Regions from separate parts of the Mus musculus genome. Here region 1 is linked to region 2. The links are chromatin contacts, called in public targeted proximity ligation maps. All regions are on one chromosome and are shown on one strand. The core of a region is the stretch at or near the end of the contact, and the rest is flanking DNA. Distances in the headings are between cores, read along the strand shown.

Region 1 (5,553 bases), core at 689-3,188, 330 kb after region 2:
CAAAAACAAAACAAAACAACAACCAAAACATAAACCGAAGTGGCCATATCACATACTGAGGACAGGTTCCACGGTAGCCTCTCTTTCCCCATAAGCTCACAAATGTAATAATTCCTCCACAGATTTGTGGATTTATCTTCAGGTTCTTTCCCTCCCTCATTATCTGGGTAACCTTGGGGGGCCTGCTGAATCCCAAGCCCATACTCCTCCAAGCACTTCTGAGGTGCCCAGCACTGGACTCCATCTCTTCCTGCTCTGACCCCCACCCTCCTGATTTCTGTGCTAATTTCTGGTAACCACACAGGTCGCCCACATCCTTGACATCTCTGGTGGCTGAGGTTTTCTTTGCTGACTGCAGTCACCTCCTGCCTTCCTGTCTTATTTTTCTTCACTGCTAGAGTAGTAGGCTCACAGAGCGTTGGTTTAAAACAAACACACATGCTCGACCAAATGGTATTACTTTATTTCTTTAAGGTCTCCAGTGGCTGGTGACTTGTAGGGTAAAGTTCATGTTCTTAGCATACAAGATGGTTTGTGATCCAGTTTCTATCTCTGTGCCCTTTGTTCCCACAGGGCATCCTTCATTCCACCTGTGCTGGAGTCTTTGCAGGTCCCCGAGCCATGATGCCAGGCCACAGATCTGGTCTTCATGATCCTTCCAATGCCCTGCCTTACTGTTTATTATTATTATTATTATTATTATTATTATTATTATTATTATTATTATTATTATTATTTATTATTATTATTATTAGCAGGACTGGGGGTTGAATGTAGGGTCTTGGAGACATGAATAAGCCCTCTGCTACTGATTTGCAACCCCAACCCTCTTTTTATTTATTTATTTTTCTTTTGAGTCAGAGTCTAATTAAGTTGTTCTGGCTGACCTGGAACTTTTAATCCTCCTGCCTCAACCTCTTCAGTAGTTAGGATTTTAGGCTTTCCTACCAGTCTATCCTCTGATTGAGTTTTTGATGATCTCTCCCTCCATTCAGGCCCACTTGAGTCTCAAAGACCCTGTTTCCCAGGATTCCTGGGCATATTAACACTAGCTCCCACACTGCTGGACTTCCACTAGACTACATGAGGCAGGGGGCTGGGGGTGGGGTGGGGCAAAGAATGCTCAGCAAACAAAATGGGCAGAAGATGGCAAGAGCTGCAGGCTGGCTACTGGGCTTTCGTGGTAGACAGTGCTCTATTGCTCGTGGGAAACCGTTTGGTTTCTTGTGTATTTGCCATCCCAACAAGGTGCTTGTTTCTTTTTTCAATTTGTTTTATTATTGTTTAAATGTCTTGAAATTTAAAGGGGGTTAGGATCAAATCTCTTTCCCAAATAACTCAAATACTGAACAAGCGTGAGATGGTTCTCTCTTCCTACCACGTAGGTCTCAGGGATCAAAGTCAGGTCCTAAGTCAGATATTAGAGGCAATCACCTTTACCCTCTGGCCTATCTCACCAGTCCCACGTGCCTTGGACTAAAGTACAGGAATGTCTCTCTCCCTTGACTGTGAATGCTTCCTTAGAATGTAGGGTCTTGTGCACATGCAACCTAGAAACTAAGTTGTGCTGGGCATGGTGATTTATGATAAGAATCCCAGTGCTGTCAAACATCACTTGACAGACAACCAGATTGTCTGATTCCAGGCACCGGGCTTACCTGGCTCTGCCATTTGCCTGCAGATCACAAGAAGGTTTTGGCATTTCTCTGAGATCTAAAAAACCAGTTTGAGTACAACAGAGCTTGCTGTTGGTCAGCAGTGGTCAGTCATTTTAGTAAAATAGCAGCAAGTCAGTCCATTCAGGTGGAGCTACCTGGGAGCCTGGTCAGTCTGTGGCTTCAAGGCTAATGGTCATTTTGAAGGTGAGATGTTGGAGTGTGGAAACTCAAATTACAGCTGAGGCAGCCATGTTCCTGCAGACCTCGTCGCCCTGTTTCAAGGGCAGCGGAGCAGCCCTGAAGCTGCCGGGCTCTAGGCCGTTTCAGCGCTGTAACATGTGCAGGCTATAATTTGTTTGCTTTTTCTTTCTGTTTGTTTATTTTTAGACGGAGGTGGGGGTCTTCCTGAGTAGCTCATGTTGGCTTGGCGCTTGTGATCCTCCTGCCTCCCCCCCTCCCCCAGTACTAGGATTACAGACAGGCATGTGCTACCACACCCAGTTCATTTTATATTTAAGTGCCTGAGTCATGCTCACACGTGAACTTGGTAAAAGCTTTAAAATAACCTTTTAAAATACCATTTTAACCTTTTTATTTTCTACTAAGAGCAATTTAACCCAGGGCTTTGAAATTTCTAGGCAAGAGTCCTACTATTGAGCTATATATCTCTCATCTTTTTTTCTTTTTCTTCCTACTCTTTCTTCTCTCTCTTTTTTTTGTTTGTTTTTTTGTTTTGTTTTTTGAGACAGGGTTTCTCTGTGTGTGTTCTTGGCTGTCCTGGAACTCACTCTGTATACCAGGCTGGCCTCAAACTCACAGAGATCCACTTACCTCTGCATCCCAAGTCCTGGTGATTAAAGGCACATACCACCACTACCTGGTTCCTTTCTTTATTCTTTTTCTTCTTACCTTTCTTTTTCTTTTTCTTTTTCTTTTTTTTTTTTTTGGTTTTTTCGAGACAGGGTTTCTCTGTGTAGCTCTGGCTGTCCTGGAACTCACTCTGTAGACCAGGCTGGCCTCGAACTCAGAAATCCACCTGCCTTTGCCTCCCAAGTGCTGGGATTAAAGGCGTGTGCCACCACGCCCGGCTTCTTTTTCTTTCTTTTTTTTTTTTTTCAAAAGTTCTCTTGGAATCCAGGCTGAGTTGATCTCAGTATGTAGCAGAGGATGACCTTGAGGCTGGCCTCAAACTTGCTGAATTTGCAAGGATGGCCTTGAACTCCCGATCCTCTGCTTCCACCTTATGAATGCTGGGATTACAGTATGAGTTGGTTGTCACACCTGGTTTATTCATCGTGGGCATTGACTTCAAGGCTCTATGCATGCTGGGCAACCACTTTACCACCCTTCTCCCAAGTCCTGTTTTTAACTTTTTACTTTGAGATAAGCTTCAACTTATATGAACTCATTCTGTAGCCCAGCTTTGAATCCTTCTGCCTTAACCTCCCAGGTAGGTAGAAGTGCAGACCAATTGTAGGTCTATGATACTAGGTCTGCTTTAACTGTTTTTCTTTTTCTTCTTCTCCTCCTCCTTCTCCTTTAAGTCTATTTATTTTATTTGAGAGAGAAGAAAGAGGAAGTGAGACAGAGGGGGGGAGAGAGAGAACTGTGCTTATGTGTGCACCTGCTTCTACATGTACTAGATACATGCCTGGTGTCCTTGGAGGCCAGAAGAGTTACACACAGCTGTGAGCTGCCTTTTGGGTTCTGAAAATTGGACTTGGGTGCTCTGGAAGAGCAGCTAGTGCTCTTAACCTCTGAGCCATCTCTCCAGCCCCTGGCTTTACCCTTTTGGGATATTCACTTCAGTGATATTAAGTACCTGCCTGTGCTTGTGGGATCCTTACCATATGCTACCTCCAGAACTCTTGCCATCTCCCTCAGCTCAAACTCTATAGTCATTAAACACCAACTCCCTATTCCCATTACCCAGCTCCTGGAAACCACCTTCCTTGGTGTGACTCTGTGAATCCCATGATTCCAAGTACCTCATATCAGTGGACTCTAAAACATCTGTTTTTTGGGGTCTGGCTTACTTGTAGTAGTGTTCTGAATGTTACAGCACATGTCAGAATATGATCTCTGTTCTATATTAATAGTAGTTTATTTCTCGTATATGCCACATTTACCTGCTTATCTGTTGATGGATATTTAGGATGCCTTTCTACCTTTTGTGAATAGTTCTGCTATGAGCACTGATGAGCAAATATCTCTTTCGTTCAAAAATTACATTTACTGATGGGCATGATCACGGTTGTGCATACCTCCAATCTCAGTACTTAGGAGGCAGGAGCACGTAGATTTATGTGAGTAAGAGGACAGCCTGATCAACATAGCAAGTTCCAGGCTACCCAGGACTACATAATCTGAGTTACTGTCTTAAACATTTTTTTTTTTTTGCATGTGCCACAATGTGTCAGTGGACATTGGAGGACAACTTTTGGGAGTTGGTTCTCACCTTTCACTGTGAAGATCTGGAGGATGGAGTTCAGATTGTCAGGCTCAGCTGCAACCTTCTTTATTAGCTGAGTCATCTTGGCCCTGCACCCACTTCTTTTCAGTATATATCCAGTAATGGAACTTCTTGATATGGCCCTTAGCTTGTATCAGGTGAACGTTATACATCAGGAGATGTGTGAACACTTGCTGGGAAAGTTCTCCTACCTCCCTACCCTCTACTGCGGTGGCTCACAGAGTTTTGTCTTCATAAATGTCATCTTGTCCAGATGAACAGGTGCTGAGCCCATCTTTTACATTTGATATGCCATTAGCAATTTCCCCCATTCTGTCTTTCCACCTCTATAATACAGTCACTTTTCTGTGACTACCCACAACGGTCCTGATTTGAGCTCCTAACTCTCACCCACACTATGACAGTTGCTTCTGTGTCTTGGACCCTCTGGTCCTTTTTATATCATAGCAACAAGATTGACTTTTTCAAAACATTAGTCAATTAGGCCAACTTATTCTAAATATCTCAAAAAAAATTATGTCATTTACCACTTATACCTTTCTGTGACTCTCCATCTCACTGTGAAACACAGCTCAAGGGCTAGCAATGATTTAAGACTTCTACTTCTACAGCATCTGGCTCCTGCTCTCCATTCCTGATCCTTTGCTGTTCTTTGATTTGACAATCAAATTCCTTGCTATGAACTATGCCTGGAATGCCCTTCTGCTTGGGAAATTCTTCTCTTGGTAAATGTCACCTCACCAGAGAGACCTCTAACATACCTTTGATCCTTCTTTTCAAGCCCCCACCTTCTCTCCATCCCTTTCCTTCCTTTCTCACTGTGACTCTCCATATGTAGTACAGGCTGACCTTGAACTCACTTCAGTTCTCCTGCCTCAGCCTCTGGAGTTCTGGGAATTCAGGCATGAGCCACCTCAATGACTACCACCTCTGGCTTTTACTAATTCCATATTCTCCATCTAGTCAGTGTTAATACCTACATTTGTTAGCTTCTGTCCCCTTCACTAGAATGTAACCTTTATGATGTTTTTACTTTTTATATTTCCTGTTGTAGCTTTCTTAATCTATAAACAACAAAATGGAGACTCTTGATATTCTCTTCTATGTGTTGTTCCATTTGGTAAGCTATATTGGATGCTGAAGCAGTAGTTCATTGTGAGTTCATTTGAGACCAGTGGAGGGTGAATAATGAATTCCAGACCAGCCTAAACTACAATGTGAGACACTGTCTAAAAAGTGGTGAATGAGCTTGGCAGTGGTGGCAGATGCCTTTAATCTTAGCACTTGGGAGGCACAGGTAGTCAGATTTCTGAGTTCAAGGCCAGCCCGGGCTACAGAGTGAGTTCCAGGACAGCAAGAGCTTCACAGAAAAACAAAATATTTTTAAAAAAAAAAAGTGTGTGAAAAGTGTGTGTGGTGTAT
Region 2 (5,222 bases), core at 835-3,334:
CTGTCGGCCATAAAACCTCACCTTCATTTTGGTGGCTACAATGTCAGCCTGAGCAGGGAGGAACCACGCATTCTGGCCCTGGTAGTTGGGAGTGAGGTCCAAAATGATGTGAATGCCTAGAAAAATAACGAGTTGAGAGAACTCCTTTGGGGAAGAAGAGGAAACAAGGAACTTGAACACAGGTTACTAGGTGAACCTACATACGGTTTGCACAGAATCTGAAGGAAACCCACAAAAGCCCTCAGGTGGTTTTATACTAGAGCAGTTCCTCCTCCGCCCACACACACACACACACACAAGTTTCCATACTGAGGTTTTGGTTTCTTTCTTATTTTCCCCTCCCATGAAGTCAGGGTTCTGTGTATGTGGGCGGGCTGCCTGAGGATAAATAAGCCCCTACATCTCCTTCCCAAGTGTGGGGTTATAGGCACATGCTGCTTGTGTTGTGCTGAGGAATCAAACTCAGGTCTTCATGGATCCTAGACAAGCACTCTTACAAACTGAGCTACGTTGTCAGCCCTCTATAGTGAACTCTAAAGCAGCATTTGAATCTCTTCTATATATAGGATCTACTTTATACATTTAAAAGCCATTTATTTTATCGAGCCATGGTGACACACTTAAGTCTAGCACTCGGGACCAGGGGAGCTCTGTAAACTCTCATCCGGCCTGGTCATGGTAGTCAGGTACAGGCCAACCAATTACATGGTGAGACCCTACCTGAGAACCAAAACCAAAATAAATACATAAAAATTACGCTCACGCATGAAGCACATTTTTTAGTGTAAATCATAACATATTCCCCCTTGTGCCTGACACAAAAAAACTGAGCCAGTTAGGAGAAAAATCAGACAAAAACTCTATCCTGTTTCTGGGCCAGAATGCCAAACCCTTTCTAGTTCCTTAGAAAGACCTACTCTTTTTCTTGGCACTTTGTAGAAGGTCTTTAAAATCTTCCTGGGAGCCCAAAGTGGGATTAATCTGTTTCAGGTCGGTTTCATTGATTTCATCCTTCTGGTTCTTGTGAATTGGGCCTAACACCAGGCCCTTCACCTTCAGGGTGCTCAAGTACTCCAGATGGCTCTTCAGACCTAGGAGGAGAGGGTTGGGTTAACCAATAGGGCATGAAAAGCCTCCAGCCTCCACATTCTCTCCACCACTTCCCGACTCCCTCTGACGCGGGTTGGATCATGAGACAAAGTAGCTGACGCAAGGAGTCTCACACATTACTTCAGAAACTGGTTTGAACTGGCTCAGGGCCGCGTGGTTGGGGGAGGGGAGAGGAGAAAGATGATGTGCTGAGTCAGGCACCCTTAGGAAGAAGTAGGGGTCCGGCTAGCGTTTTTTTTTTTTTTTTTTTAAAGAAAGGGGGGGGGATTTTTGCCAGGGAGTCGTCCCAAAAAAAATAGGTTGCAGTAAAGAATCACCAGCGTTCTAGAGAAGACGAGGAGGAAGGAAAAAAGCAGCAGAATGCCCGATTAAACGAGGGATTCATGGGGGCAAGGGATGAGGGTGCACACCCTACTCACCAGCTATGCCTCCCGCATCCCGGCCTACAAAGGCCTGAAGGTCGCCGATGCGGTAGAGGGCGCCCTTGTGCCACCACCTCTGTACAGGCAGCTCACGGCAGCGCGGCGCCCGAACGATGATAACCACGGCGCCCGCCAGCATGCCCAGCCAACCGAGCCAGAAGAGCAGCAGCAGCGCCCAGCGGGTGCGCACCCAGCCAGGGCTGCCCGCTACCTTCAGTAGCTCCTCCTTGGATAAGCCGGTGAACTTGACCCCGGCCTCCGTCTCGTCCTCCGCCACCTTGATCTTCACCAGACCGTTCTTCTCCCCGGCCGCCGCCCCGTCCGCTGCATTCATGGGCTGCTTCTCCGGTTCTAGCTCGTTCAGCTCCACATCTTTCATGTCCACTTCGGTGTCCTGGCTCATGGTGCCTGCAGAAACGGTGACACGACACGGCCTGTAGTCAGTGAGGCAGCTCTAATCCTGCCTGGATCCCCGTTCAGAGAGGCGTCCCGTGGCCGTGAGGCTAGCAGAGCTTCCTAACTGCTTCTGCCGCTGGGCGGGTGTGGCGGCGGGGAAGTGACCCAGGACTCCGCCCCGGTCCGCCTCTTAAAGAGATGCAGAGAAGTCTTTTCGCACCTCCAGCCTCGCTGAATACTCCCGTCTATCCCTAACGCTTATTCCTGCAAGAGTCTGGGAAGGGGAGCTTGTGGTCAGAAACCCTTAGAATAACAAACGTGAATTTGTCTTGACCAGGTTTCAAAGCCCCTCCTCCGACCTTCCGGCCCCTTACCCTGCGAGGCCTCTTTTCTCTCCACAAGATGACACCAGTCTCCATCCACATCGTGATCCCTTCGCCCCAAGCACGGCTCAGGCTGATCTCCCCAACTTCACACAGACCTTGGCACTACATCTCACTTCTGCTTTACGTACATCTTCTCATACTCCGGACTTAGCTGAGTTCCTGGATTCTCCTCGGGGCTTACACGTACTCACCTTTCAAGACTCCTTGAATTTAATTCCTCAGGCAGCAACTATTTACTGGGCACCCACTCCAATCCTTTGCTTCATCAACTGCATAGGATCAACTCTAATCCGTTCTTCTTGATTTTAAAATTCAACTGCAGAATTGAAGTGGTCACTACCCTTATTATCTTACCCTAGTTACTAGCAAGAATGTTGGATTACTGGGAATCAGGCATCCAGAAGAGATTAATGGGGCTGTAATAAACATTCCGAAGGTATTGAGGCACCTACCCTTTTAATATACAAGCTGTTCTAACTCTTTTTTTCTTTTTTTTTTAACTATTTACTATTTTTTAACTATTTACTCACTTATTATATGTGACTACACTGTAGCTGTCTTCAGATGCACCAGAAGAACTATTTACTCACTTATTATATGTGACTACACTGTAGCTGTCTTCAGATGTACCAGAAGAGGGCGTCAGAACTCGTTACAGATGGTTGTGAGCCACCATGTGGTTCCTGGGAATTGAACTCGGGACCTTTGAAAGAGCAGTGAGTGCTCTTAACTGCTGAGCCATCTCTCCAGCCCCTGTTCTAACTCTTAACCACCTTGCAATAACTCTCAAACCCTCTAGTGTGCCGGGCTACATCAGTTGACTATGCTAGGCCCTGGAACCAGCTTAGTTCCCTCACACTTTGAAAGTTTCTCAAATTCCCCCGGCAGAGGTCCTTGGCAAGAGGAAGGGTAAATGGGGCAGACTGGGTTAGCAGCAGGGACAAGTGAAAAGTGAACATCAACTCTAGGAGGTGCCAACAATTTCAGGAACTTTGTGTTCCAATTAGGTTATTTTCAGAGAGAATCGGAAGGAAACAACAGGTCCTTTCTCCCTCTCCCCACGTAGGCCGGCAGCCAAGATTGCTATGTATTTGGAAGAAAGCAGAAGCCAAGGCCAGAACAGTAGAGAGGAAGGGATATGAAAAGTCTCATCACCTGCCACTGTCCTTTTGAATTCCCAAAGTCCTCCCCGGCCTCACTAGAGAAAAGTCTATACACCAGCTCCTAGGAAGAGGGAAGAGGCTAAGGGTCATGCTAGTGTTCATAGTTGATAAGAGTCCTACCTTGCCCTGGGCATGACAGATAAGAAAAGTCCAATGCAGAGTTTATACACAGCGTGAAAGCTCAAGGTTTGTGGACTGTGAAGCAGAAGCACTCCTTGAAAGGGTTTGATGAAATGCTCATTAGAAACATGGTGTTTCAATCAACCAAACTGAAAACAAGATGGATCAAACCAACCAGATGTTCATCTGGAGCCGGGCGTGGTGGCGCACACCTTTGATCCCAGCACTCGGGAGGCAGAGGCAGGTGGATCTCTGAGTTCGAGGCCAGCCTGGTCTACAGAGTGAGTTCCAGGACAGCCATGGCTACACAGAGAAACCCTGTCTCAAAAAACCAAACCAAAGGGCTGGTGAGATGGCTCAGTGGGTAAGAGCACCCTACTGCTCTTCTGAAGGTCCGGAGTTCAAATCCCAGCAACCACATGGTGGCTCACAACCATCCATTAACGAGAGCGTCTGAAGACAGCTACAGTGTACTTACATATAATGAATAAATAAATCTTTAAAAAAAAAAAGACCAAAAAGAGAAAAAAGATGTTCCTCTGGTGAAGGTGCCTAGCCAGCAAACCTGAGCTCACTCCTCAGTGATCAGTGAAGATCAGTGAAAGGAGAACTGATTCCCAGGAGCTGTCTTCTGCCCTCCACACATGCGCACTGCCCTCCACACATGCGCACTGCCCTCCACAAAGTAAGTAAAATTTAAGGTAACACAGTATCTCCCCGCCCCCACCTCCAAGTGGCAGAAATCTATTCCTAAGCATCTTAGAGAGGAGACGTGAGCTCCCATCAGTCTTTTCAGCAGCACCCTTCCTAATCACTACTGTTCAGCCACAGCAGCTTTCTAGCACCTGCCAGAGTCACGACACACAGGGTGTTTCCATTCTTAATGCCTCCTGTGCATGCTGTCCTGCTGTTTGGATCTTCCTGCTAAGTTACTCTTCCTCCTTCAAGCTCTGACTCAAGTGACAGCATCTCTCAATGCTCTACGTAGATTGCTTTCCCTTACCAGGGATAGAACACAATAACTAACACAGTTGACTATATAAACTTAAAGGACTGACGATGCAGTTCAGAAGACCGGTGCTTTCCTACCATGTGCAAGGCCCAGGGTTCAATCTGCAACACCAAAGCAGTGAAGGATGAAGGACTGGGGGTGGAGCTCAGCCAGTGCTTGCTTAGCATTTGAAAGCCCTGAGTTCTATCCTTAGCACCACATAAACCAGGCACAGAGGAGGCACAGGCCTAAAACCCCAGGAAGTGGAGGCATGAAAAGTTCAAAGTAGGGGCTGGTGAGATGGCTCAGTGGGTAAGAGCACCCGACTGCTCTTCCGAAGGTCAGGAGTTCAAATCCCAGCAACCACATGGTGGCTCACAACCATCTGTAACGAGATCTGACGCCCTCTTCTGGAGTGTCTGAGGACAGCTACAGTGTACTTACATATAACAAATAAATAAATAAATAAATCTTAAAAAAAAAAAAAAAGAAAAAAAAAAGAAAAGTTCAAAGTAACCCTCAACCACGCGACAAGTTTGAGGCCAGCCTGGGCGACATAAGACCCTGACTCAAAAACAAACAGCAAAGACAAAACTGGGGTAAATACAATAGATATGCTGGGATGGGTTGATTG

Evidence for each region.
Region 1: a targeted proximity ligation map of the SCID.adh cell line shows a contact between it and region 2, with 14 read pairs. A contact is called at or near these places in 1 of 39 promoter capture datasets (cranial neural crest), 5 of 130 datasets of targeted methods (the SCID.adh cell line, embryonic stem cells, intestinal villus epithelium and 2 more) and 1 of 9 other capture datasets (liver).

Annotation. Positions count from the first base shown.
Region 1 is chr19:9,037,998-9,043,550 of GRCm38.p6, forward strand. It overlaps a transcript of Ahnak not described here. Among named protein-coding and RNA genes, the nearest start is that of Scgb1a1, 47 kb to the right of the region's middle.
Region 2 is chr19:8,711,813-8,717,034 of GRCm38.p6, forward strand. Slc3a2 (solute carrier family 3 (activators of dibasic and neutral amino acid transport), member 2) reads right to left here and starts at 2,085. Exons shown (of 9, transcript NM_008577.4): 1 at 1,530-2,085; 2 at 918-1,091; 3 at 22-116. The coding sequence starts at 1,935.